Regions from separate parts of the Mus musculus genome. Here all the other regions are linked to region 1. Evidence: chromatin contacts called from public promoter capture Hi-C data. All regions are on one chromosome and are shown on one strand. Each heading gives the region's core, a stretch centred on a gene start, on an enhancer-like site or on the middle of the called end of the contact. The rest is flanking DNA. Distances are from core to core; before and after follow the strand shown. Region 1 holds the start of 1700010I14Rik (RIKEN cDNA 1700010I14 gene). Region 2 holds the start of Agpat4 (1-acylglycerol-3-phosphate O-acyltransferase 4 (lysophosphatidic acid acyltransferase, delta)). Region 3 holds the start of Wtap (Wilms tumour 1-associating protein). Region 4 holds the start of Tcp1 (t-complex protein 1).

What was found. Promoter capture Hi-C pulls out the DNA fragments that hold promoters and counts their contacts.
Region 2: a promoter capture Hi-C map of pre-B cells shows a contact between it and region 1. The contact joins the promoter of Agpat4 here to the promoter of 1700010I14Rik in region 1. A contact is called at or near these places in 4 of 39 promoter capture datasets (cranial neural crest, maxillary cranial neural crest, pre-B cells and 1 more).
Region 3: a contact with region 1 is called in a promoter capture Hi-C map of second pharyngeal arch cranial neural crest. The contact joins the promoter of Wtap here to the promoter of 1700010I14Rik in region 1. A contact is called at or near these places in 3 of 39 promoter capture datasets (cranial neural crest, pre-B cells and second pharyngeal arch cranial neural crest).
Region 4: a contact with region 1 is called in a promoter capture Hi-C map of pre-B cells. The contact joins the promoter of Tcp1 here to the promoter of 1700010I14Rik in region 1. A contact is called at or near these places in 2 of 39 promoter capture datasets (cranial neural crest and pre-B cells).

Annotation. Positions count from the first base shown.
Region 1 is chr17:8,986,409-8,989,707 of GRCm38.p6, forward strand. It overlaps 1700010I14Rik (RIKEN cDNA 1700010I14 gene), which reads left to right and starts at 1,925. Exons shown (of 10, transcript NM_025851.3): 1 at 1,925-2,013. The coding sequence starts at 1,989. Pde10a (phosphodiesterase 10A) reads left to right here. Exons shown (of 22, transcript NM_011866.2): 22 at 1-240.
Region 2 is chr17:12,117,312-12,120,622 of GRCm38.p6, forward strand. Agpat4 (1-acylglycerol-3-phosphate O-acyltransferase 4 (lysophosphatidic acid acyltransferase, delta)) reads left to right here and starts at 1,973. Exons shown (of 9, transcript NM_026644.2): 1 at 1,973-2,104.
Region 3 is chr17:12,990,638-12,994,048 of GRCm38.p6, forward strand. Wtap (Wilms tumour 1-associating protein) reads right to left here and starts at 1,622. Exons shown (of 8, transcript NM_001113533.1): 1 at 1,440-1,622.
Region 4 is chr17:12,914,720-12,917,952 of GRCm38.p6, forward strand. It overlaps Tcp1 (t-complex protein 1), which reads left to right and starts at 1,610. Exons shown (of 12, transcript NM_013686.4): 1 at 1,610-1,910; 2 at 3,079-3,164. The coding sequence starts at 1,847. Mrpl18 (mitochondrial ribosomal protein L18) reads right to left here and starts at 1,372. Exons shown (of 4, transcript NM_026310.3): 1 at 1,228-1,372; 2 at 919-1,105. The coding sequence starts at 1,279.

The DNA.
Region 1 (3,299 bases), core at 675-3,174:
TGTAAATAAATTCATAATTCAAACAGCCAGTATATATGCATATATGGGTGTTACATTGCAAAAATCTCTATCTTTGTTCTATTCACATGCTTAAAGAAGTAAGAAATCTTTTGTGGATATGTAATTATACATATAAAGTATATATATATGTATGATACATGAAATATATTTAGAAATGTTCATAATTTTAATGGATATTCTTTGGTGTGAATAATTGAATACAACATTTTTAAAATATCATCTCTCAAGTTTGCTCTCGTTTGTGGGGAAGGCGACAGATGCCCAGAGAAGCTGTCCATAGGTGGCAGCCAGATCTTCCCACAGACACTGTTTGGCTGAGAGTCAACACAGTCTGTATGAAATGCAGCTGAGAAAACACTTGCTCTCCAGAAAGGAGCCAGAGGCCAGCTTCTCAGTATAAGTGTTAAATCTGTTTCCTGCTCCTATCAGGTTAGTTTTTGTTGACTTCACACAAGCTAGAGTTATGTGGAAAGAGGAACCTCAGCTGAGAAAATGCCATAGTAACTCACTTGTAGGCAAGTCTGTGAGACATTTTCCTTGATTAGTGATTGATATGGAAGGGTCCACTATGGGTGGTGCCACACCCTAGGCCGGTGGTCCCGACTGTGGAATAAATGAGCCTGAGCAAGCCACAGGAAGCAAGGCAGTAAGCAGTACTCCTCTGTGGCCTTCTGCATCATCAGCTCCTGCCTCCAGGTTTCTGCCCAGTTTGAGTTCCAATTTCCTTCAAGGTCAGAGTAAACTGAAATAAACACCCTCCTTCCCAAGTTGCTTTTGGTGATAGTGTTTATGACAGCAATAGAAACCCAAGACAGAGGTAGACTGTGTGTACATGTGCTCTACCTCCTCCAACACCACCATCTCTGCCCTGAGCCTCACGGGGAAGGGGTCAGGGTGTGTGGCTCGGTGGTAGGGCATTCGTTTGCCTCTGAAGAGTGGGTTCCAGCCTGGCACTGTGGAAAAGTTGCTAGTTCCCTTTCATATCAAACCAGGCTGAAAGGGTCAGAATTCACTGCCCGAGTCATAGGTTAAGGTTATAGGTCACCTGGGACTAGGTGCAACTCTGTTCTTCCTGGCTTTCCATAGCACTTAGCCATTGCTGCTCAAAACTCTTCCCTGGGTGAACGCAGGTGTCTGGTCCTTCCATTCCTCTGCCTTCAGGAGCCACCCCCTCCCCCACGTGGGGACAACATGGGCAGTGAGCCAGGGATTTGCTTCCACAAAAATCCACCTTAGTTTTGACAGGTCGTTGCAGTGATAATAATTGAATATACTTCTCCTTCAATCACTTTGATAGACGACTAAACAATAGGAGGGAATATGGGTTTTACTATATTCTTAAGAATCGACACATATTTGACCCTTGACGTTCTGATTTTTGTCACCTAAGGGATAGAATGATTACGCTGACATAAGCCATGATTTGGAAGAATTTTTTTTTCGGCCGTAGGGTGGGGGGGGGGGGGAGATTAACATTTTCCAGAAGTAGGGGAGGTGCCGCTCTTACTAGCACATGCCTTGTGCAAACCAGAGTTCTTCCCTTTCTGTCTGAACTCGAGGATCTGAGTTGGTGACCCTATCGCGTGTCCAGAAACACCTCAGCCCTCCTCTTTAGCATCCCGTGTGCTCTGGTTCTTGCGTCTAGAACCAAGGACTGCAGCGGGGGCACATTCACTGGGGACACCAGTTATCTTTTGTCCCATGCTCTGTAATGAATCTTGCCTAGTTTTGTTTTGCAAAGTAAAACCAGTGAGCATCCCTCCAGGGCTCCCAGACCTGGCTGGGGAAGGTGGCAGACTCCTGGCTATTCTGTTATTCTGCCACCCTGTGGCCGGGCGCCAGAGTTACACTGAGGGGGAGGGGCTAGGAATATTTACTGTTTCCATGGCAACTGCAGCTTCCGTTGGCAACTGCAGCTTCCGTTGGCAACTGCAGCTTCCGTTGGCAGCGAGCCGACCAGAGGGGCAATGGCTGAGGATCAGGAACCTGACTGTAAGTGGTCTGCCTCTATTTTTGTGGGTTTTGACCCGGTTGATGTTTGTCCAGGAAAGCTGGTTTCTCAGAAGTGGTTTTGAAAGTAAAAACCTTTCTGGTGGCAGGAAGTCAGCTCCTGGATCAGGAGGGTTTGCTTGGACCCAGCGACTCAGACCTTTCAGAAGCTTAAGGAAGCTGGCTACTTCTGTCCTCAACCGGAAACAGAGAGCAAAGAACACACGCGCACCATTTCTCCACTCAGCTCCAGGACCCCGCCAGGAAACAGAGTGGGTCTTCCCACCTCAGCCCATTTAAGAAAACCCCTCAGGTCATGGCCACAGGACAACTTCATCTAGACAATTTCTTTTGAGAGTTCCTTCCTGGATTCTATTTTGTGTCAGACTGATAATCAAAAGTAACTATCACCTTGGTATGTGTGTTATAGGATGTGTGTAAAGGCGTATGGAGTGTGTGTGTGTAAAAGTACCTTGGAGGGAAAGGGATGGAGGGGCTCACCATACTCGTTCAGTGCTTTTTGTTTTGAAGCTGAGAGTTTTGCAAAACTTCCTGTACCACACCGCTCTCTTGGTATGTGACTTACAGGTCAGAGAGGCAGGCAGGCAAGCAGGTGTCTGTTTCGAATACATAGATGATTGTCCACACATAATAAAAGTAGGGAACAGCTCACATGTAATAAATCTAACAACCTAACAGTCTAGCTCTAAGTGACACCACCAGTATTGAGAGGCAGAGTTCACTCAGGGAATATTGCTAGAGCAACAGGTTGCAAGTCTACTGTCCTAGTGCACAGCCAACCCCCATATCCACATGCAGTGATGTGGAGGTCATTGACATTGATGGGACACTGACAACACTGCAGATGTCCCTTGAGAGTGACGAGGCTAACTGGTAACAGCCTCAGTTGTGCTTAGCCAGGTCAGCCCGCATGCTAGACACTCAACACACACAAGGCTCAGAGCCAGGCCATTGGCAGGACATCTGCTGGGAGACATGGTCTCTTGTCATTAGAGTAAGCATGTGGCTCATGTCTGCTGAGGTACATTGGAGACCAGTATCTGTAGAGCTTCCTGAACCTGGACTTTTATGACCCTTCTGAGGCTGGTCTAGTTTTTGCATGTATGGTGTGCATGTGTGTGTTGGTCAGTACCTTGGAGAGAGGTATCCCCCCTATAAAACCCTACAACACAGACACCAAGGGGATAGTTAATTTTGATTATCAACCTGACACAAAATAAATTCACAAAGGAGCTCTGAAAAGAAATTGTCTAAATGAGGTTGCCCTG
Region 2 (3,311 bases), core at 723-3,222, 3.1 Mb after region 1:
TGTCTCTGCCTTCTGAGCGCTGAGACTCCAGGCATGTTCCACAACATCCAGCAACAAGTCTCAAATTCTAAAATTAAATTTCCACCCAAAATGCCACTATGAAAAAAAAATTAACTATCTGGAAAGTATTTTTGGAAAACTCATTGATTCCCGTCAACAATAAAATCACAAAATATGGGCTGGTGAGATGGCTCAGCGGTTAAGAGCACTGGCTACTCTTCCAAAGGTCCTGAGTTCAAATCCCAGCAACCACATGGTGGCTCACAACCATCTCTAATGAAATCTGATGCCCTCTTCTGGAGTGTGGAAGACAGCTACAGTGTACTCACATATAATAAATAAATAAATCTTAAAAAAAATAAATAAAATGGTATGGTCAATGTTTAAAAAAAGTCACAAAATATAACTTGAAAAGTTATAAGAGAGAATTTTACTGGGGAGAGGGGGTGCTGAGACCATTTCTCTATGTGGCCAGAGGGGATTGAATGTTCTAGAAGCTAGAGTTAACAAGAACAAGAACTTAAATATTACATTGGATTCCAAGAACAAAAATTCGGAGTAATTTATGTTATGTGTGTGTGTGTGTGTGTGTGTGTGTGTGTGTGTGTATATGCGTGCGCGCGTGTGTACTTATGTGAGTTTATGTGCACCACATTCATGCAGGTGCCCCTGGCCAACATCAGAGAGTGATGGATTCCGTAGAGTTAAAGGCAATTGTGAGCTGCCAGGTGCCTGAAACTGAACCCTGACTTATTCAAGAGCGGTAAGCACTCTTAAACCCGGAGCCACCTCATCTCTCCAGTACTTATAGGAAACTCTTTACTAACAACTTTTATAGCCCTTGCTAGCCGTTCAAGTTAATTTTTACACCCCACAAATGGGCTTTCGGTTTGGATTCTTCCTTATGCCCTCCACCCTCACTCCATTTGGCTTTGCTCCTCTCACATTCTAGATGATCTTCAGGATGTCAAAGTCCAAACCCTTTTCCTGCTTCTTGAGTACCTTCTTCTTGGCTCCTGTCTGCAGGGCAAGCTATTTGCCGTGCTTCTGCAGCCTGGAGGAGGAACTTCTCAGTACTGCTCGCGCTAGAAAGTAGAGCGACCACGGGGCATTCTTTCTGTAAATATGTAAACATCTGCGACAGTGTCTTGAACAGCCCGTATTTGAAGGGCACTTTAGGCACCCAGAGATTGAATTCACCTTTCCAGGAATGTCACAGACCTGGCCTTTGCGCACTTCCAACACCGCCCCCCCCCCGCCCCCTTAAAGTTTCAGGACTCTGTTCGGTTAATCTGCTCAGACCCTTGCTAACTTAACAAGAGTGTAAATGTCATGTGCATGTGTGTGTTGCCTGCTTGTGCGCACTAGCATGAGTAGGCAGTCCTGGCACCCGCTGGCACCCAGCTTTGGAAGGAGAGCATCCATCCACAGGAGCTCCGGGCATCCTAGGTCTGTTGGTCCTAGTCTCGGGAACGCTGGGCGTGATCTTGGAAGGGGCTTCCGGGCTGGCGGAGTGGTGGCCAGGAGAGGTGAGCAAGGCACTAGAGTGCGCGGGCTTCAGCTTTCATCCTGTTTTCCCCCCACCCCCACCCCCAAACGAAATGGCACAGGGGACTTGGGGCGTGGGGGGGGGGGCAATTTCCAGGGCAGGAGGCCGAGGTTTCTCAGGCTGTTTGCACGGGGATGCAACAGGGCTCTTGAGCTGGGCGAGTGGCGGCAGGCCACTGGGATGGCTTTGTTATCCACGCGGGTGACTACTCGATCCCAATCCCCATCTGGCTCCAACAGGAGGCCGAGCTGGACACTTCTTTACACTCATTGGAAGGAGAGGGTGACTCATGTTACACGGGGTCCGAGCTTCCCTCCCAGTAGCTGCTAAGTCGTAGCTTTAAAAGGAAGTGACATGGGTGGGGAGAGACGTCAGCCGAGGACCACCTTTTTTTCCCTTCCCGAAGGGTCCACCCCTTTGGGTGGAGTCTCGCTTTTTCTTTCCAGTGTTGGCTGACTTACAGCTTCTCTAAAGTAGAGGCAGTTTCTGAACCTCAGGCTCCTGCCTCGCAGTTCTGGCTTGTGAGCACCAATGCAAAGAACTGCCCGGAGCGAGGTAGGTGGTGTTGGTACGATTACCAGGCACCTTCTCCTGGGGTGTGGCGTGTGATGATCGGATGCCCTTCTCTGGCAGGGGTCCCTCTGCTCGGCTGGTTTCCTAGTACTTTGGAAGGGATAGGCTCGGAGCGGGATGCTGGTGGGGTTGGAGCGAATGATGCGGGGGTGGGGGTGGGGGCAGAGGGAGGAGCACCGGGGCTCCGCGACCACTGCTTTGTGCCAGATTGTGAGGAGCTTTCTGGGGGCTCTGCGAGCAGCCCTCCCAGGGTGGAAGCATTTTCTTGGCTACCGTGAAGGTGTAGCGATGGCTCCTGTTACATATACGGGCTCTCTTTTCGTGCAACACGTTCTTCTGTCTCTGGTGTTTCTATGACAACCACAAAAATATACTCCACAAAAATACAGTCCCAATCTAAATTGATTTATTTGTATTTCCTTCCTGGGCTTGGCCTGGCTGGGCCTCGCTGGAACGCAACGTGACTCTGTAGATACCCCCTCCTCTCGTTTTCATTTTGGTTTTTCCCTATCGCAGGAGGGCTGGGGGAGGGGAGTTGTCAAGGAAACAGGCATTTGTAATCACCGCTTTATTTACTTAAATTTAAGCTTCTGGGTTCTCCATCATATGTCGGGATTTTTAAAGGGAGTTCTTTTATGTTTTTGAAGCTTTCCAGTATTAAGGGCAGCTTTTAGAAACTTAACTAATTTCTTAAGACATGATATTGAACAAACTAAGAGGGGCAGGGGGATTTAACTCTTTATAGGAGGATACTGCATTGAAATAAAGTGTTGCAAAGTACCTGATAATTCACACTGGTAAATATGTTATCAGCTGTTCAGGCTCACCCACAAGTCTAAACATGTATAAAACGAGTCTTGGCTCTATTCTGAACTTCATTTAGCCACAAATCAAAGTTCAGTTAGCATAAGAAATGCTAACTACCCAGCTGGGTCTCTAGGGTATTGTTCTGTGGTGCTCTCACCTGGATTACCCAGTGTTTACCCTCTAGTCTTTCCAAACCTGGCACGGATCTGCTCATCTGAAGTTATCACTCAGCATCTCCTACTGGGGGGAAAAAGTTATCTCAAGAGGAGGGAAACGTAGTGTGGATGTGTGCATGTGTGTCTCTGTATATCGGGGGTGGGTGGGTAAGGTTCCTTTTGAGAAAAACAATTAAGACTCCCAAGTTAGAGGTATGATATCCTTC
Region 3 (3,411 bases), core at 372-2,871, 4.0 Mb after region 1:
TAAGAAAACATGATGCTTGGTTTAAAAGAAAAAAAAGCGTTTAAAAAAAAGGCATTTAAAAAATTTTTAAATTTATTATATGGTAAGTACACTGTAGCTGTCTTCAGATACACCAGAAGAGGGCTTCAGATCTCTTTATGGGTGGTTGTGAGCTACCATGTGGTTGCTGGGATTTGAACTCAGGCCTTTGGAAGAGCAGTCAGTTCTCTTAACCGCTGAACCATCTCTCTCCAGACCGCATTTAAAAATGTTTTATGAATGTTTTGCACGTATATATGTGCATCACGTGCACGCCTGATGCCACCCACTGAGGTCAGAAGTGGGAAGTCAAAATTCCAGAACAAGAGTTAAGGATGGTCAAGAGCCATCATTCCGGTGCTGGAAGAGAAACTGCTGAGCCAACTCTCCAGTCCCAAAGCTCAAACATAAGCTAAAGGGAAAGAAAGGTAGAATTTGTAGTAACTGATCTGTGACTTCCACCTATCTTTCCAAACAATAAAATTAACTAAATGAAAAGGCTAGGGTAGAGCGTGAAAACGATGAAAAAGGCGTAAATAAAACGTAGAGGATTATAACATGCTCCTTGAAGCTTTAACAGGCTCACCGATCTTTACAACCAGCTTACAGTGTATTCTTAGTCCTTTGGGGTCAAATTAACTGACTTCCTCATTCTCAAACCAAGAACTGTGGGCTCGGGGAATTGCTGAACGGCAGAAGGCTGGCCTAGCGTGCATGCACAAGGCCTAGCCGCCCCCCACGCCCATAAAACATGTACACAGAGAGGAAAACTTAGGTCTTGTTCTACCGTGCACCCGCTGTCTTATGCAAAACAATTTTAAATACGGTCAAATCAGCCATACAGAAATCCAAAACTAGACTAGAAGTTCACGAAAAATTCCACTAAGCTGTCAAAAAAAAAAAAAAAAAAGAACTACTCTCACAATGCATGCACTTATGTAAAAATGGAAGTCCACAGGTGAACGTGGTTGCAAAGACAAGCTACTACGTGGTACGGAATTGTTTTTAACAAAAAAAAAACCCAAAAAACAAAACAGAATGCTTCACTTGTGCCATACAGAACTGTGGGTACCTCTGGGTCCCCGGTGACGAACCCTGGAAGGTGGGAGGGGGCGACAGAGGCGGGGAAAGGACCGGCATGGCCAGTCAGCCCCGAGAGGGCGGCCTCCGGCCTCCCCGCCTCCCCGGCCGCGGGAACGCCCGCCCTGTCCCCTGCCGTCAGGGACGGAAGTAGAATGGCCGCGAAGCGGTGCAAGGATCCCCACGGGCAGCAAACCGCTCTGCCTAACGGGAAACCTGCACGGCCGCAGGCCCGGTCGCCCTTCCGGCCCGGAGTGCATTTCCCCGGGTCTAGGGCGGCCGCGCCTCGCTCCCCGGCCCCACAGGCCCTCGTGGCCATTCCCGCTGCGGGCTGCACCTACCTTCCCAGCCCGAGGCTGCGCGGGCGCCGCCAGTCACACAGGCCGAGGCCGCGCCGCCGCCGGCCCCCCCGCGCTCCTCCCGCCGCAGCGCTGGCGAGAACCTTTATTTGCGGGTCTCGCAGCCACAAAATGGCGCTGAGGGAGGAAAGCCGGCCCTGCCGCCGGCCCCGCCCCGCCCGGACTGCGCCCCGCCCCGAGCGCGCCGCGGAGACCCCGCCCGTGGCCCACTCACCCGAGACGCGCCTCTCGGGCGCCTCCTCGGTCACCGCGCCGGGCGCCTCTGGAGAGAAGGGGCGAGGGGCGGCCGGCTCGGCCCCGCTCGGGACCTCGGGGCGCGGAGAGGCAGCGGCACTACGCCGCCGCCGCACGGAGACAGTCCGCGGAAGCCCGCACCGGCCCCGTCGGGGCTCTGCAAGCTCAGCGGGGCTGGGAAGGGAAGCGGCCGGAGAGAAGGGCGGGCCCGCGAGGTCGGAGGTCACCCGCGAGGCATCTCGGGACGACGGCCGCTGCCGGACAAGCTCGGCGGGGCCACCTGCGGCTGCTGCGCGGCCTGGGCGGAGGAATCCGAGCCGACAAGCGCGTGATTGGCTCTTCCAGGCAGTCTCACAGCTCAGGATGCTTCCGCGCATCGTGCCGGAACGGGGAGACAGCGGCTTCATGCTTAAGCGCCCCTCGTTTTAAGTTGGGGGCGGGGGAGGGGGACTTAGAAGCCGTCGCCGTTCTTGGGGCCGCCGGCTTTGCCCCGGGGCGTCTTTGGGTTTGAGTCGAGGAGCCAGGAGGCTGCGCGTGTGGGCAGACTGGAAGCCCCGGGAAGGCAGCCGGGTGAGGGTTCTGGAGTACTCTAGCAAGAACAGCGGTGCTCGGCAGTCTCTTCAGCACTTCCCAGATGGGACAGTCATATTTAGGCTTAGTCGGTTTTATGAGCCCGGTTAATCCCCAGCGTAGGTGCCCTGCCTGAGATCATTTATAAGGATACAGTTACAGTAGAGACCAGATGCCACCACTAGGTAGTTTACATCGCAGGGTCCTTGGAAAACTAAAGAAAATGGAGAAGGACGTGAACAGATGGTTCACAGATCCTTAAAATATTCCATAGAAGGAGGATCAACTTTGTTTATAATGGAAATATACATTGAAATCCTGTTTCCTGGTGAGGATGCAGACATTAATAGTTATGTGTTACTTTGGAATGAGTCCTGGCTTGAGTGAATAAAGCAAGGTGTAGAAATACATATACACATATATGTAGGCACATATCGAGAAAATGGAAGAATATTGCAGAAACTTAATAGTTACTCAAAAGAGGGTAATGGCTGTAGGAGATAAAGGTAGAAACAGCAAGACTTGTGAGTTTTCAAAACTTATGAAACGAATAGGTAAAACAAGAAAATCCCTCCAGAGTCCAAAACAAATTGAAAGGAATCAATTCAAATTAAAATTGATAGCGGAACTGAAAGATACACAAAAGAAAGAATATAGCTGCAGTGTTTGAATTTCATGCTCTGGCTCTGTGCCTACAGAGGGCTCTGTCCTAGATACCTAAGAATCACTCAGTTTCACTAAGTGATTTGTAGTTATAACATTGTTGCTATGGTTTTGAAGTTACATATATTGTAGTACAAACATTTTAATGTTACTTTCTTCAAAGATTTCTAGTGTAAAAGATAATGAGATACAAATTCAAATACCAAAGAAGTTCAGAGACACTATTTTAAATTTAAAGATTAACTTGGGGCTGGAGAGATGGCTCAGTGATTAAGAGTACTTGTTGCTCTTTCAGAGGACCTGGATTCAATTTCCAGCACCCACATCATGGCTCACAATTGTAACTCTAGTTCCAGAAGACCTGATGACCATTTCTGGTCTTGGTAGGCATATTGTGGTACAGACACATATATTTGAACACATTGTACTAGTCAGGGTTCTCTAGAGTCACAGAACTTATGGGTAGTCTCTATATAGTAAGGGAATT
Region 4 (3,233 bases), core at 360-2,859, 3.9 Mb after region 1:
CGCATGACTTTAATCCCAGCACTCGGGAGGCAGAGGCAGGTGGATTTCTGAGTTTGAGGCCAGCCAAAAAAAAAAAAAAAAAAAAAAGACATACATTTAAAGCATCTAGCATAACTGCTTGTAAATCCAATGCTTTCAGTTAGTAGCCATCTTGGGGCTGGGGAGTGCAGTTCAGAGGTAAAGCACTTGCTTTGTGTGATGAAGGTACTCATCTAAACTGCGTAGTTCTCCCAAAATAAAATTTAACATTTATTTCCATGTGTATGATTATTTTTGGGAATGTATCGCTGTGTGCCAAGGTCAGAAGAGGGTGTCAGATCCCTGGGAACTGGAATTACAGACCATTGTAAGCTGCCTGGGTCCTCAGTGAACTCAGTAAGTGCTTTAAATGAATACAAATTTTAAAATGTATTTCATAAAATGTTTCTATTAATGAACTTTTAACCTTTATTCCCCCCATTAAAAAATCATTAAGGCTCAAACTTTACCCTAATGTGCACGCTAATAACTAATTCTACTTAGCACTCTATTCTGTAACAGCTTACACACACACACCTTTACTTACTGAACAGGTAGGTACACAGGCCTGTCAGTTCCAGACACTCAATCCCAGCCTCCTAGCCTCCTTTGCTAGAATAGCCTTCATGGCAAATGATTTCGCGGCTTCCTGTCCTTTAGATCTCAGCTTTTTGACATGTCACCTTCAGAGAGGCCTCAGGACATAGCCGCTTATTCTCAAATTACCGTTTAAGTTTTCTTCAAGGCAACTAACTAGTTGCTTGCTCCAAGGTCGCTTTCTACCCACATGTCATCTTCCTGACACATCCCGAGGCTTACCTGGCAGGATCAGTCAGGGGATTGGTGAAATTGGTAAGGTGCTAAGCACAGCTTAGTCAGTCACAAGCCGACTTTAATTACCTGTGCCAGAACTCACGGTTAGGCCACACGGTAGCCCAGCCCCGTTCTTTCCGAGCTACCCCTAAGAGCTCCAGATTCCGAGGGTTCCGGTTGGTGAACTCCGGGGCCACCGCTTCGTTTTCCTTACTCTCCACGTCGGGCTGCACGGCCGGCACGGAACTGGTTGAGAGGGCTGCGAACCCACACTCTAGAAAATGAAAAAGATCACATGCATCTTTCACTTTCCCACATCAGGTACAAAATCGCATTTGCAAATGCACACGTACTGTGCACAGAGCGCAGGCAAGGAGGTGGGGCGAGATTAGTTACCCAGTTTCCTGCAAACTGACAGACATTTCCAGAACCGCGGCCGAAGCGCCATGGCTGACGGGACCTGGGCAAAGTCACACAGTGCCCTATCTTCCTTTGCTCAGGGTCGTCTCGGGGAACAACTAGTCGCAGCCATGTTAACTGTGGGTAAAGCTACAAGGGCCGGCAGTACCTCGGTGTCTCAAGGACCCGGAACTAACAAGCTCCCTGGTGCTGAGTGGCCGAGTGAGCGATCGGTATCCCTGGCTCACCAATCACCGCAGACGTTGAGGCGGAGGGCGGGACACGCTAGCCGTGGCCAAGAGCCTGACTTCCGTTTTCCACTTTCGCGCCTTTCTTCTACTGTCTCTAGTTGACCCAGCGTCCCGCAGCCCCCTACTTCCGGCGTTTTCAGTTTTTCGCCCCGCCCAGCCCTCGTCTGTCAATCCCTACCGCTTTCCCGGCAGACCTTGCGGTTGGTGGAGCGTGGAGAGCGCGCAGGGCGTGTTACCCAGCAGGCCCCGCGGCATCGCTCGGGCCTTTCCACGCCGTGGTCCCCGCCGTGGTGGCCGTTAAACGGTCTCAGAGCGGAGCTATCGGTTGTCTGCGGCCGTAGTGAGCTTTGCTTCGTTTCCTGAAGATGGAGGGTCCTTTGTCCGTGTTCGGGGACCGCAGCACTGGGGAGGCGGTCCGCTCCCAGAATGGTAAGGGCGAGAGAATGGTAAGGGTCCAGCTCGCGGCGGCGCAGGCCGAAGCCCAGCCGCAGTCCGTAGGCCGGGGCTGTCCGCCGGGCCCAGTGAAGTTCCTTCAGGAGAAGCCCAGCCATCCCGGATCCGCCCTCACTAGCGGCCGGCTCGGCGCCATTGCGCCCTACCGTGTAAGGGAAGAATGTTCGAGAATGCACACGGTTGGGGGAGGCGTTCAAGATGGGTGTGGGCGTCCGTGCCCCAATACCTAGTAGAGGAGCTCCAGATAGACTTCTCCGCCACTCCCCTCTGCTCCTTTGTTGGGTTCCAAGCCGGTTGGAGCACCTCTGACATAGCCAGAAAAGAGTAGCTTTCACCGGTTCCATTGGCCCTTGAGAAGATGCTCATAGAATCTAGGTGGCTTTTGCGTTGCTTCCCTTCCCTGGTCTGGTTCTTGGATGCCCAGAATCTGCAGGTGACAGCTGCTCCCCCAGTAAAACGTAACGGAATGCAAACTGAACGTTATTAAGCGATACTTTTAGCTGCCTTTATCGTGGTTAACTTTAATACGAGTAAGCACGTGGTTTGCTGTGGTTGAATTTGTTCTTGAAAGCATTCCCTTGCAGGAACCGTGTTCTGTGTTGTGCTTTTTTTTTTTTTTTAAACAACTCTCTTAGAAATTACTACTACTTTATCCTGGTGAACTATCTAATATTCTTACTAAACTTGCCAGAGTCTGAAGAGAAAGGCTGAACTTAAAGGGTTTTTTCCCCCCTAGTGTAGTAGTAAGGAATGAACTTAAGATTGCTTATAATTTGAGGCATTAAAATCTTTGCAATCGGTGATATACCAATACTAAATAGAAAAAAGAATAGTTAACCTTCACTGGTCCTTAAGTAAGTGATTCCCCCCCCCCCCCACACACACACACACACACACACACAGGGTTTCACTGTATAGCTGTGGCTGTCCTGGAAGCAACTTTGTAGACCAGGCTGGCCTCGAACTCAGAAATCTGCCTGCCTCTGCCTCCCGAGTGCTGGGATTAAAGGCGTGCGCCGCCACACCCGGCTTGATTTTTTTTTTTTTAAATAGTAATTACAGACTTTAGATTTTAGCAAATCATAGGTAGTTGAGTGTCATAGTTTATGTGTTGTTCTAATTAGTTTTCACTGTTCATCTACAGTTATGGCTGCAGCTTCTATTGCCAACATTGTTAAAAGTTCTTTTGGGCCAGTTGGCTTGGATAAAATGTTGGTGGATGATATTGGTGTAAGTATATATCTAATTGCTCTTGCTTGCCTTGATAAAAGTACATTGTTTTAAATTTCAAAAAAAAAT